Regions from separate parts of the Mus musculus genome. Here region 2 is linked to region 1. A link is a contact called in public promoter capture Hi-C data. All regions are on one chromosome and are shown on one strand. The core of a region is the stretch at or near the end of the contact, and the rest is flanking DNA. Distances in the headings are between cores, read along the strand shown.

Region 1 (7,179 bases), core at 1,318-3,817:
TAAAAAATGAGTTTTAGAAGCTTTGAAAAGTTTTGTTGTTCTTGAGTATTAAACTATAGTAAAGTATGTAACCTACATGCCTCCCTTTGCTCAGATAAAAAGCTCTCTAGAAACAATAAAGGCAGCAGAGTTCCAAAGCTCTGACAAGACAGAAACACAGCCAACAATGCTGCTCCATGGGCATCAGAAATGCTCGCACCATACACAAGTCTATCTGTAATGCATGAGAGTTGATTCTTCCATTCAAAACACTATAAACTTAAAATGCTAAATAACCTGTTCCAAACTGTTTAGCTTCAATAGGTGGACAGATGAATTGGACAACCCTCAATTTATAACATCAGAAAAATAACAATTTCTCAATGATGAAAAACAGAGACTTTATCTAAATGTACTCCATGAGAAATGTCTGAGTCGAGTCCTCTAAAAATCACCTCATTCTTTAATTTTAACTCTCACTTTCTTAGTCCTTTCAGCTCATTGCTTACTGTATTCATCTACAACAAACCTCGAAAGTAAGTCTAGGCATTCTACTGAGGCGGAATTATCATCTGAGGACTGGAGGTTTTCTCAAAGTCACTTAGTCTAATGTGTCACTCTCTGAAGTCTGAGTCCTGTTGGGCAGCTGTGGAGACAAACTCATTTTTTCCATCACTACACTTCATTAAAAGGTGTCTCCTATAAGGAATCACAAACAAGTACCATGGCTTCCATCCCCAAACCTGTGTGTCCATTCTTCTACAGACCCATCTGCATCCCTGTCTCCAGACAAACAGACAGATGGAAGTAAATGGAGAATTAGAGAGAGAAGAGAAACAGCTCCTTTTGTAAATTGTATAAGTAGAAATTAATGTAAAGGCTAAAAAAATTATGATTAATTAATTTAAAACAACAATAGAATAAAATGTATTAAAATTTAAGGAGATATATTATTGTATTATAATATTACCTATAAATTTAGTGATAATGAATTGATTTCATTTATATATGATGTTTGGAAATATTTGCTTTCTTACTGGTCAAGGGACTTACTTGAAATCCAGACAAACTAGTATTTCTTAAAATAAATCAATTAAAACCACTATATGTTTTAGTTCTCACTTCACTGGTCAGAGAGGCCCAAGGCACGAATATATAACTTAATCAATAAAATAAGAATATGCCAAATATAAGATGAAATTAAGAATTTAATAGAAAATGTTGATTTTAAAAGTAGATATGAAACAGAAGAGAGAGGAGGAAACTTCTTATATCAAACAAACCTTTCAGCATGCCTTAAGCAATTATTGGAAAGACCGGGCTCATACTATCTACAGAAAAAGAATCACTCCTTGCTAACTTAGACAGGTAAGTTTTGTTAAAAATTCAACAATTAAATAGAACTATTCACAAGTCTGTCTTTGCCAATTGATTTTTTGCTACAAATTAGCTTTGGATTTTCAGTACCATAAAATAAGAGGAGAGGAAGAGGCGATTATAGTAATGGCCGTTGACAGACTCACTAAAGTAACATTTACTATTCTTAAAATAAAAAGACTTTGTATTCTAAACTTCTTTCTAATGACATATGGAGCTTTGGATAATAAGAAAAGTAGTTTCAGTGGCCCACACCATTAATCTCAGCACTTGAGAGGCAGAGCAAGGCTGGATTTCTGAGTCCCAGGAGAGCCAAGTCTACACAGAGGGGAAAAATAAAAGCAAAGAAAAAAAAAAAAAAAGAAAAAGAAAAGAAAAATGGTTTCAATGCAATGAGATTGCTCAGAGGGTCTGAAACCAGAGGTAGATCTCACAGTGGAAAGAGAAAATTGACTCTGACCTCCATAGGAGTACCACGGTGTGTGTGTGTGTGTGTGTGTGTGTGTGTGTGTGTGTGTGTGTGCACGAGCATGCGTGCTCCCGTGTGCCTGAATACAGCACACACATGCACATCACACAACATGCACACAGAACACACACACATGCACACAGTACACACACACATGCACACATAACACACACACACTCACACATACACTACATACACACGTAACACACACACACCACATACACACATAACACACACACCACACCACATACATATACAATACATACATACACATATCAACACCACACACATACACATAACACACACACAATAATAAAAATAATAAATAAATTTAAAAGAAAAATGTTTTCAAAGAAAACATGTACTTAAGCCAATTATTAAAGCAAAACTTTCTCGGACCTTTGTGACGTCCATTTCCTGAGACGCAACGTGGTTCTGAATTTCCTCTAAGTGACTGACAGCTGCAGTCTTCTCCCTGGTGACCTTTTCAACCTGGGCCTCCAGCTTGGCAATATTCTGAGACAGGATCAACATCTGTGAGAGGAAACAAAGAGTCTCAGCAACAGTATTGAGAATATGAAAATTAAGAAGTTATTTCATTAGTTTGTTGTCTACCAGCTACTGGGCTCAACACTCTTTCTCTGTGGGCTGGAGAGATCCACTTCTCTACCTTCTCAGCTCACCTCATAACCTGGAATGCCTCTTTCCTTCCTATTCATTCCCTGGCCTCTAACCAATAGTGAAAGGTGTCAACAATGAAGTCTAAAGGTTGTTTGAAACCCTGAGATAGCAAATATGTTACAGTACAGACTTCAATGGAGTCCTTTCAAAGGGAGAATGGGGACCAGAAACTCTTGGGTCCTTTCCCACATGATCATTAACCATTAGAAAGAATGAGGGGGAGGACAGGGAGAGGGAGGAGAGAGGGAGGGAGAGGGAGGAGAGAGGAAGAGGGAGGAGAGGGAGGAGAGGGAGAAGAAGAAGAGAGAGGGGAGAGAGAGGAAGAGGGAAGAGACAGAGAGGAAGAAGAGAGAGGGGAAGAGGGGGAGAGAAGGGGAGAGGAAGGAGGAGAGGAGGGAGAGGGAGGAGAGAGAGGGAGAGGGATAAGAAAGAGAGGGAGGGGAGGTGGAGAGGGAGAGGGAGGCGAGGAAGAGGGACCCTTCCCCAGTCAACAAGGGAGTTCTCTGCAGTTCCTCTGTTGGCACTGCCCATGTAGCCTCCATTAATGAGTGTTCCTCAGTCCTATCAGGAATCAGCCCTGGTAGATGTGCAATTATCTCCGTCTTCCAGGAATCCCTCCTTGAGGCCAGTGCCCAGCACATAGCCGGCTGGGGTCTTTCACACAGGGGGCTGCTACTTAGCTGCTGTGCATGGGAACTCCCTGCCTGCTCTGTGCCTGTGTCTGTTCTCACTGTTGCTATCCACGCCACCCTGGCCCCTGGCCGTATTCTCACAGTTGCACTGACATGGAATCCTGCAGCACGCTCTGAGTATCCACCTCATCACCCTCCACCTCTGTACACCGCTGGCGTGGCGCTTGATCACACCCGGTCATTGTGTTTAGCTGTCTCTTTGGTTTTTGACTAGAAGTTCCTCAAGGACATGTTCATTAAAAGGCACCAAATGTTCCAAGAGTATATGGATGAATAATTAGGATAAATGGCTTTTCTGAGGGAGTCTGTAGATAGCACCAAGTCCTCCTTATTTCTCCTTGGAATTAGAAACATTTTCCAGTCCTTAGGCTTAATGGTTGAGCTGTGTTCAGTGCTTCCAACTTTTCAGTGCTAACTTGTTAGTTAACACTGAAAGTGAAGGAATGCAGCCCTGGGCACTGTGTCTGTGGAGACAGAGCGAGATGCTTGAGCTCCATCACTGCCCCCAGCACGTGGACTCTTCTATACATGAAACACTAAACTGGTGCCCTATAAATAAGCCCAATAAACTCACTAGTTCATATATCAAAAAAAAAAAAACAGGGGAATCAGAGACATTAATGGGGATAAATGTCATCAAAATATGTTATATACACGCATGAAAACACACTGATGAGGCCCATTATTGTATATAATTAACATGTGGTAATAAAAACTCTTACATTGTCAATACTGAACAAAAGCTTACAGTTAAGTAAGAGCTTTACAGTCATCAGGTGTCTGCACTTGAATTACATAAATAGCATACTTGACCCACATGAAAATAAGAAGCCCTGAAGATACTAAGTTAGAATGATCAACTAAGTGACTTTTCCTGAAAATCACAGAGAACTGTGTATGTGATTTACAGTTATGTCTCAAACATTAAAGGTTGTCTGAAAACTTCCTTGGCACAGAGCTTTGCTAATAACAAACTACAAAGTATCTTTGTGCATATTACAATCTGAACGAATAATTAAAGGTCCAGGAAAATAAACAGGGCAAATAGAGTTTCATTTAATTTCTGTAATTTAAGAACTCAAGTTCATGATTATTCGTATCATAAACCTGTAATTATAGGTCATCTGGACCCAAAGAGCAGTAGCCAATTTTAGTAGCAAGCTAACAAAACTAATATAGTACTTATTTATATGGAGATAAATCTGTTAAGAATACTAAGAGTGCTCCGTGTTTAGAATAAATACGCAGATAGTTGTTTTGTTAATTGTAAACTCTGTGTCCGTTTCTATTACAAGACACACACCAATCCCTCCCTCCGTCCCTCCCTTCCTTCCTTCCTTCAGCCTCCCTCCTTCTACCACCCATCATTTAGCTCCTCTGCCCACGACCTGTCTGCTGCCTCCTGTCACCCACTTCCTGAGGCCTCCCTCCTGTTGTCACACCTTCTTTTCCCCCCACACCCACCATCTGGAAGTCAGCATTACACTGCAGGAGTTTCTCCATCCACATCTGTTGCAGAGCCAGAAGTAACACAGACAGCTGCAGCACAGCTGGATGTCTAAGGCACTGACATCAGGTAAGTCCTTTAAACTTTGACAGGGGCAAGGGAGAGACAAGGACGCCGAGGTTGAGAGAGCTTGATGGAAATGTCTGCACAGTGGTTTCCAGTACACTGACCATTGCATGAAGGGGTAGAAGAGATAGAACAAATTAGGGATTCTGGCAATGGACTATTGTCAAGGGAAGCAACTAAGAAAATGTGTGGACTGTAGGGGGTGATCAAATAAGCATATGATAAATGATGGACTGAACTAACACACCAGAGTGGCTCAGAGAGCACACCGAAGGCAGGAGACAAACTCACAGCAGGTAACATGGCTGGGGGACTGATGCAAATATGGGCAGGTAGGCAGGGGACCTGTTGTCTAGAGCCTCCCACTCAAAGGGACATGGTGGGGAGAGTGGCTAGTCTCTTGAGTCTTCCATTGTTAGGAAGCCAGGAGTGCCTAGTTTTACACTAACTTTACAACGTAATTGTAATGATTAATTGGTCACTTTTCCCATTAGACTGTATTCCTGAGCATAGTAGTGTGTGTGTGTGCATGTGTATGTGTACACGCATGTGCATGTGGGTGTATAAATACATGTGTGTATATTCAAGCTGAGGCCAGAGGTCAGCCCTGGTGTCATCTTCCATCACTATGTACCTTATTTTTTAAGGCAGAGTCTCTCACTGGACCTGGAGCTCATAGGTTCAGCTACACTGGCCAGCCCCCAAGCCCCAGGAATCTTTTTTTGTCTCCAGCCTCCCAGCACTGAGACTGTGGGCACACACAGCCAGGTCTGGCTTTATCTCGTGGGTGCTGTGGATCCAAACTCAGGTCCTAACATCTGCGCGGTAAGCACTTCACCAACTCCACCATCTCCCCGCCCAAGAGAGCGGTTCTGAAAAGCAAAACTTTTCTTTGTGGTTCCACAGCTACAACAGACGATCCCTGCTTTCCGCTTAGCCGTGCGCACACTTTCATACACATGAATTATAGTATTTGAAAATATAATGAGGAAGCTCCCTTCTCATTGTTTCATGAATCCCTCATTCAGTATTGTGCATTGGCAAGTTTTTGTCCTGGGCGTGAATTTCAGATCTGCTTGAGAAGCTGTAAAGGATCCAGGAGGGAAGGCTGAGTAAAGACGCAGGTCCTCTGCAGGCGAGGTGCCTCGGAGACGGAGAGAAGGAAGGAAGGACAAAGGAAGGACAGACAGGTGCTTGCATGCTAGCCCTTAGCACGTATACATGCGTGACTGTGGCCACGGTACCGTGTTTGCGGCATCTCCATCACAACTGCTGAAGTGGTATTATGCAGAGACTTCGGTGAAATGGGAAACTAAGTACTTTGCTTGGGTAACACACACACACGCACACGCAAGCACACACAATGCAACATTTAAGTCCCTTTAGAGAAAGAATTGTATCAGATTTGGATTAATGAAAATTGGATTACTTGTATTGGCTTAATTTTCAGTTCCCCTGAAATGAGATTAAGAGAGCTAAGCTACTTGGCCAAGTTCACTCAAGGAAACACGTAAGGAACGGCTCGAGTTCATCCTCAAGCTTCTCTGTCCGTGCTGACGTAGGCACAAGAAAACTGCCCAGCAGGTCCACAGTGCCGTCCCTAAAATAAAAATGGTAACACGCAGGCTCAATGCCTACCATAAGACAGGCATTGGGACATTTTTTTTTCAAAACATCATCTCATCTAATCCTGTCAAGTGCTTAAAGCATTCATTATGCTTGAAGACTAAATAAGGTCCCAGAGAGGTCAACCTGGGTCACCTCTCACACCATGCTGCCTGGAGCCATTTTCCTTGAGGAGAACAGCATCCAGCTATGAGGAGTCAGTTACTCCTGCCTCTCACATCGTGCTCATCCTCAGAGCAAATCTGCTGAAGCCCACCCACTTGTGAAAAGGGCTCCTTCAGCTGCCTCCTTGGCTCAGGAGATGACCAAGCACACTCCATCATTCTGTTTTGCCTTCCTATTTGAATCCTCAGCGGAATGGTTTTATATTGTGAAGCCACCAAGTCAAACGGTTTCCGTGCAGCAGGCCGCTTCCCAAATGAAAATTCCCTATGTGTGAACAACAGCAGTTTTTGACACTGGTGCTATTTTCTCATACACACAAGAGGCAATTCAAAACTACACCTCCCTCGTGCCTTTTTCGGGTGGAACATAGGCCACTTCCTTCCTTGGAAGCTAGATTCTAAGTCCTACCTATTCTTTGGATCTTAGCTAAACACCACCTTCCCACAAGGCTTGTAATGATCACTTGCAGACAGGACCAGCTCTAACCTCTGCCTTCGCCATGCCTTTCTGGTGCCATGGGCCTTCTATTTCTTCCTAGTATGCTATTCATACTTCATTCAAAAATATGTCTGTGAGCACCTGCTAAATGAGAGGAGTGTGCCAAGCAGCGAGGATGA
Region 2 (7,179 bases), core at 2,031-4,530, 280 kb before region 1:
ATGTAAAACAGCTTTAGGTAGTTTAGAAATGGATAGATTTACCTACAAACCTTTGATCAGATTCTGGAGCCTCAGTGTTTCAGAAGCCATACTCATCATTATCCCATTAAAATTTCAGAGCTGGCTTTCAATTTAGGTTTTATACCTAATTGGAGCTTTCAGCCTTTAAATATACTCCTAACCTGACTTTTTTTAAAAAAAAAGTTAAGCCAAACTCTTGCTTTTTATCTCTATGTGGGTGATGAGATCAGTCACTTTTTATTACAAGGATATTTTTATTATGGAAAATGGACAAAATTACGTCGTATGTCTCTTTCATATATACAAAGATAAACTTGGGCTAGTGAGATGACCTAGTGAGTTAAAGAGCTTACCACCAAACCTGATAGCCTGTGAAAACAGAACTTATTATTTATTTCCACATGTTGTTTTCTGTCCACCACACGCTACCCCAAAGTAAATAAGTATAAGATAAATTAAACAAACAAAAAAGCCTTTACAAAAAAAATGTAACCTCAAAACAAAATGCTTTCAACTTATATAGTAGAAGATATTTTTTAATTATTTATTTACTTTTTTTTTCTTTTTTACACTCCAGATTATATTCCTCTCCCGATCCACCCGGTCCACCCTCTCCCACTGTTGCACATCTCATACCTCCTCCCACCACCCCCTGTCTCTTCAAGGATGTCCACACCCTCCAGCCCTCTCTGAACCGAACCAGACCTCTAAAACTCCCTGGGGCCTCCAGTCTCTTGAGGGTTAGGTGCATCTTCTCTGACTGAACCCAAACTCTGCAGTCCTCTGCTGAATATGTGTTGAGGGCTTCATATCAGCTGGTATATATTGCCTGTTTGGTGGTCCAGTGTTTGAGAGATCTCAGGGGTCCAGGTTAATTGAGACTGCTGGTCCTCCTACAGGGTCCCCTCCTTCTCAGCTTCTTCCAGCATTTCCCTAATACAGCCATAGGGGTCAGCAGCTTCTGTCCATTGGTTGAATGCAAATATCAGACTCTTTCAGCTGCTTATTGAGTCCTTCAGAGGGCAGTTGTGATAGGTCTCTTTTTGTGAGCACTCCATAACCTCAGTAATAGTGTCAGGCCTTGGACCTCCCCGTGAGCTAGATCCCACTTTGGGCCTGTTGCTGGATCTTCTTTTACTCAGACTCTTCTCCATTTCCATCCCTGCAGTTCTTTCAGACAGGCACAATTATGGGTCAGAGTTTTGACTGTGGGATGGCAACCCCCTCCCTTACCCGATGTGCTGTCTTCCTGCTGGAAGTGAGCTCTATAAGTTCCTTCTACCCACTGTAGGGCATTTAACATGTTTTTTAAAACAAGGTTATTCATTTTTCTGACATTCAATTATACTAGATTAGTTATTATATAATGTTTCTTTGTATATTTTTAGAAAGGAAGTCATTTTATCCCTTTAGTGGATTTATACCTTTTTTGTATAATACCAAATACTGTCTTGATCTTGTTACTGTAATTGTATTTACCAATATAGAAAATATACAGGATCACAAATGTTGCTGGTGAGTATTTTCCAAACAAAACAACAAACCAGTGGTAATCCAACATAATGAACTTTTAAGATTTATTCATATTTGACAGTGTTTAATAAACTGTAAAGCAATATACAGAGATGATTGTATGACCCAGTAATAGTATCATTAAGGGAAGCTACTATACAGTAGTAAAGGATAAATTTTATGTCTTTTAAGCCAAGGTAGAAATGCATTATAGAAATTGATTGTTGGTATTTGCTGGATGGAGTTCCTTGTTTCTTCTGACTATAATTATGTCTAATTTCTAGAATAGGCCAAATCTTCTAGAGTGTTGGGATAGTATTATCACTGATAAATATATTTCAAAGTGTAGTCTAGTTAGAGTTTTTTGGGGAGGAGGTTTGTTGGAATAATGTTTCTTTAAAAATTTTACTTTAAATGTCCCCCACATTGATCAGAAGGATACTTGCAGCAAATTGTAGTCGCTTAGACGGCTGCTTTTACTTCCCTAGAAACTTTGAGGATTCCCATGAGTTCTAGTTGAATAGTATGTGTTTAGAACATAGATGATAGTAGTTAGGTAAACACACTATCTGAAGAGGAACATTGATCCCATTAAAGTAAATTTACCAGTGTTTAAACCAGTAAACTAATGGAACATAATTTTCTAGGTTTTTATTTTTTTTGTCAAAAGAAAAGTTGGATGTTAGAGCTTGATAACAGTTTATTAATGCTGTTAAAGTCTTTTTTTTTTAAGCAGTGAGATGTTAAAGAATTTTGAAGTGGACAAAAATATTAGAGTGTATCTATATCTAAGCATAAATATGCTTATTTATATTTTTATAGTTTATACATATCAAGCATAAATTATATATGTATTTGTGTGTGTGTGTGTGAGTGAGTGAGTGAGTGAGTGAGTGAGTGAGAAAACTATTCTATACTGTATTTTGTCAGTCTAGAACAGTGCTTGGCACAGTACTATGTAATAGCAGAATTTCTAACAAAACAAAACAGTTCTAGGGCACATAGAAGGAAGTGTTTCTTCTAGGTTTACTAATATGTATGAGTGAGAGTTCTATGTGCATTAATGAAATTAAACAGATGAGATTAGTAAAAGGTCATTCTCATGGAGGCCTTATCTCTGAGGTTGCTGTAGAAATCTTATCCACTATCATACTTTATTTTGTTGGAATTTTCTGAATTACTAACAACTTAAAAACACTTCAATGAACTTGTATTTGTTAAGTTTTTTTTTTTTAAGAGTTAAGAAAGACACTTTACAAAGTGGACTCATTGTTTAATTTTGTTTTGCATTTTACTAGATTGCTGTGCTAGGCCAATAAATTAAACCTAGGCAGTTCTGTTGCTAATTACACAAAACTTCTCTTGGTATCAGATATTCAAATCCATTTTATGAATATGGTAGAGAGAATAACAACTGTAAAACAAAGCAGTATGCATGTAAGTGACTGTTAGCGTGCATTTCAGAAAGGATAAATGCTCACCATATGGTACAATTACTGTGTCCAAGTTTTCAAATTAGCTTCTCTCATCCTCCTTATTACTGTCTTTAAAAAGAGAGGAAAAAAACCCAACATGATTTATCTACTCTGCAACAGAACTCTTGACGCAAAACAGCAGCCCAGTTCTGTCCAGTTTTTTTTTTTCCTTAGCATAATAGAGGCTGTCGGACTTTTTTTTTATACTAATTACTGTGTGAGCCTCAGATGAACCCCTTCAATTCACAGGGCTTTGTTAAGGGAGGAGCTGTCAATGTGTCTGCCCGTTTGCAGCTGTGCTGTGGCTTTAGCTTGCTTAACATTATGCTGCTTTTTAGACTTGACAGAAGGGATTTTTTTTTTTTATTAAGGCAAAGCAGCCTTGTAACGAAATGGTTTAAGCAGCTGCATTGTAGGGAAGCACAAAGAAGTTATTATTGTGTCTGTTTTGGGGGGGGGGCGGTAAAGGGGGAGATATTCGGCTGCTGTTGATGCCGATTGTTGACTTGCCATCTGCCAGATAGGGAGAAGAAAAAAATGACAGCTCCAGCAGGGTGTTCAAGAGGTTGTTTGGAGAGACGCATAAACATGTGCAGATGTCGAACTGAATAATAGCTAGAGCTGGAGACGGTTTATGATGCTGCTGATGTTTGTGCATATACAGAATGAATGTATGTGTGCATTTGGTTAACCAAGGGTACATACTAATTATCATTGTTTTCCTGCATGTCCCCCTCCTCTGATTTTGTTAATTAGTTTAGGAGTGTAATACTTCCTCTTCCTTCTCTTGTTCACGTCTAAGCTTTAAAAAAAAACTTTCTTAAATGGCAATATAAACTTTCTTACTTTTCTACAAAGACAGTAGAAAACCCAGTTCATTAATGTTTGATGTGAATTTCTAACTGGTAACAAAAACTTTTGATTAGTAATCTTTTAGTTCAGTTACCATCTTCTTAATGATTCCACTGACAATTTAACTGGGCAGCACTTAAAACTATCATTTGAAAGTGGGTTGATTTATTCTATAGTTTACTACTAGAGTAACTTAATTAACTTAATATCACATTTATTTTCTTGAGTAATTCTATAAAACTTTAAACCCAGATGTTCCCTGTGCTGCAAGAAAGAGAGAGAGAGAGAGAGAGAGAGAGAGAGAGAGAGAGAGGCAGAGAGACAGAGAGAGAGGAGGTGTGAGTTACATTGGCCTTATTTTTAAAAATAATATTCTTTCTCTTTGTTTTTGTGTCTTTTAATGGCTGGAATCCTCATCAAGCATTAATGAGTTGATTTTTTTTCCCCCCTTGGCCTTTTGTGGCATTAGGTCTTAGATTTTTGAATATCTAGAATCCTCTTAGGTACATATGTAGAAGTAAGTGTATTTATTCAAATGTTTTCCTTTCATCTCAGATAATTGAATGATACAGTGATGTTATATAGAGGTTTTCCAAGTTTTTTTTTTTTTTTTAAGAATACTTCAGTTTTTGGTAAAAGTTGAATAGCAGTATGAATGAAATGACTAAAAGAGAGAGCCTCAGTTTTTAAATTTCCCCTTTAAAACTCTGTAGGAATTTTTAATTAAAAAAGAAACTGCTAGAAGAATTAATAAGAAAGATTGCTTATTTTGAGTTTTGGTATACTCTCGCCATTTTAAACATGTAAGGTCTTGTTGCATATTTGTTAAGTAAAAATGCCTGAAGTGTGGTTGAAAGGCCGGCATCCTGATAGCTTTAGGTCCATGATAATGTTTTTCTGAAAGGGTTATTTTCTACTCCTCATAAAGAAGTCAAGTCTGGTCTTTCTAGGGGGAAAATGTATTTTATTTTCAGTTTCTTCTCCAACAACTCTAATCTGTGCTTGCTGAGAAAGCATAGTCACCCGTTTCACTGGACCTCTCCTTTGCCTTTGTATTTCATTAGGAAATGTAGAATTATGCACATATTATTTGTAGTTTCACACTCAGTCCTGAGACCCTTCCTAACTTTGGGACAAGCAACTGACATTTTTCACATAGAGTTTTTGTTAAATTGAGAGTGTGATTTGCCAGAGGTCAGTATGTTAATGAGCAGCTGACTAAAGCAAGCTTGAGGAAAGCAAACTTGTCTGTCCATGCTGTAGTAGTCACTTATTTGCTCATTTCTTCAGAGCCATGTAACAAACCTTAATACAGGCCAGTACACATAGAGACGTGATTGAAATAGTAAAGGCAGATTAATTTTGAAGTTAAAGGGACTAGATTTAAATATCACTTAGATATGTGAGCTTATAAAAGTCACTTAAACTGTTTGAATTTAGTCTACAAAGGAAACAATAGCTGTCATTGCAGGAACTTGAAAAGACTAAGTGAAATAGTACAGTTAGCATTTCGGGAACAAATTCAGGAGTGGCTGTTAGTATGATTTTATTTTCATTAGGTGTTAATGAAAGTCTAGAGATCATAGATACAGCAGTCAAAGTATTAAAGTGTTTTATGGGAAGTAAGTACACAAATTTCTAGAGGCTATGTTAAGGGAGTAGTCACAGGTAGGAGATTTTTATCTTGGAATCCAGTGTTTAGTGACTTATTGTTGTTCCATAAATCTGGAGGGAAATAATCTGTTTAAAGAGAATGTGGAGAAAACTGTTAAACGTAATATTTTAGAGATGTATTGTTCACTGATAGTTTCATAATTTATATATTATAGTCACTTGCCTATTTAAAAATAAGTATGCATTTGTTAAAATACATTAAATTACAACGTCTTTAATAGTAATCTTAAATTATTTTGGGGGTATGTTTTTGTCTGCTATTGCAAATACTAGAACTGAACAAATAACACTAACAATATTGTTTTATCTCCTGAGGAAGTTTAAAACATTATTTGATTGTCCAAACTTTTTATTTTGTAAATGAAAAAAGCTGTCAGCCCCCACTCCCCCCTTGAACAGAAGTGTTTCCTTGGAGGAATTAAGAAGAAATGCTTTTATTGAGCTAATGGAGTCAGTGAATTCCCTAGAGTATGAGTAATCCCCACACAGATGTAGGTGGTGTTTTTAAGCTTTTCTTTTCAAAATGTTGTTTTTCTTAAGCTTATAGTCTATAAAGTATGAGTGAGTAAAATTGGATGATGACTGAAGCAAGGTGTGATGTGCTCTGGAGACTGCCTTAATCAGCAGAGATTAAGATTAGAGATTGCTTCATAGGAGTAGAGAAGTTGAGAGTGGAGAATTTCAAACAAGAAATTGGTTGCACTAGGAAAAGTGGCATATGCCATTAATCCTCATAATCAGGACGGTGAGGCAGAAGCAGGTTGATACTATGAGTTTGAGGCCAGCCTGGGCTGCATAGCAAGTTCCAGGACAGCCAGAGCTACAAAGAGAGACCCTGTTTCTAAAACCCATTAATTAATTAATTAATTAATTAATTATTAATAATAATGACTATGATGATGCTTTACTGACATGACACTTGTTTAAAATGCTAGTTACTTGAAGTAATTTACATAAAAAGAAATGGGACTGCCCACGTGTGCGAACTGTTGTATAACAGATGAAGAAGAATCCACTTAAAAATAACAGTATTTTTATAAATGAGTATAATTGTACTTTGTAATGGTTTATTTTGAGAACAACTAAAAGAAGATTTAGGATCTTCTAGCGTATTTGATTTATGAATGTATTTGAATTACACCTTAAGAAAATGCTACATGAATAGTAATTTTTTAAAATATTGGCCAGTATGTTGAAAACAATATTTCACTATCTGACATACTCTTTAAGGTATCTTGCAAAATGTTTTGGCTTAAAATTTTTAATGAGTTTTTACTCTCAAGAATATCTGATAAAAGATGTTGCTAAGTAAGCTTGATGATGCATTAGAACAGAGGATGTTTACATTAAAGTAGGAAAGGCATCAACTTATAAGTAGTTTGATGGCCTGCCGGCCTGCCTGCCTGCCTGCTTTCCTTCCTTCCTTTTTCCTTCCTTCCTTTTTTCCTTCCTTCCTTTTTTTCCTTCCTTCCTTTTTTCCTTCCTTCCTTCCTTCCTTCCTTCCTTCCTTCCTTCCTTCCTTCCTTCCTTCCTTCCTTCCGTTTGTTTATTGACTATGCGAGTCACTTATTTGAGACTGGAATATAACACATGGAATAGCAGCTGTTGCTTCCTCGCATCTTTATGAAAAGATGTTAGCGTGTGC

Evidence for each region. Promoter capture Hi-C pulls out the DNA fragments that hold promoters and counts their contacts.
Region 2: a promoter capture Hi-C map of the HPC-7 cell line shows a contact between it and region 1, with 3 times the contacts expected there. The contact joins two enhancer-like sites. A contact is called at or near these places in 10 of 39 promoter capture datasets (the C10 cell line, the HPC-7 cell line, cranial neural crest and 4 more), 1 of 15 datasets of contacts at CTCF or cohesin (pro-B cells), 2 of 484 Hi-C or Micro-C datasets (the HPC-7 cell line and cortical neurons), 3 of 115 datasets of contacts at active chromatin or transcription factors (differentiating embryonic stem cells, embryonic basal ganglia and embryonic forebrain) and 1 of 9 other capture datasets (embryonic tail).

Annotation. Positions count from the first base shown.
Region 1 is chr1:176,869,744-176,876,922 of GRCm38.p6, reverse strand. Sdccag8 (serologically defined colon cancer antigen 8) reads right to left here. Exons shown (of 18, transcript NM_029756.3): 11 at 2,225-2,359. Among named protein-coding and RNA genes, the nearest start is that of Sdccag8, 59 kb to the right of the region's middle. Within about 2 kb of position 2,567, at least 7 of the 459 cell types and tissues checked have an H3K27ac peak or open chromatin away from gene starts, as enhancers often do. A contact at or near this core is called in the HPC-7 cell line, where this site is marked.
Region 2 is chr1:177,146,817-177,153,995 of GRCm38.p6, reverse strand. The region is part of intron 1 of Akt3 (thymoma viral proto-oncogene 3); the gene reads left to right. Among named protein-coding and RNA genes, the nearest start is that of Akt3, 98 kb to the left of the region's middle. Within about 2 kb of position 3,280, at least 80 of the 459 cell types and tissues checked have an H3K27ac peak or open chromatin away from gene starts, as enhancers often do. A contact at or near this core is called in the HPC-7 cell line, where this site is marked.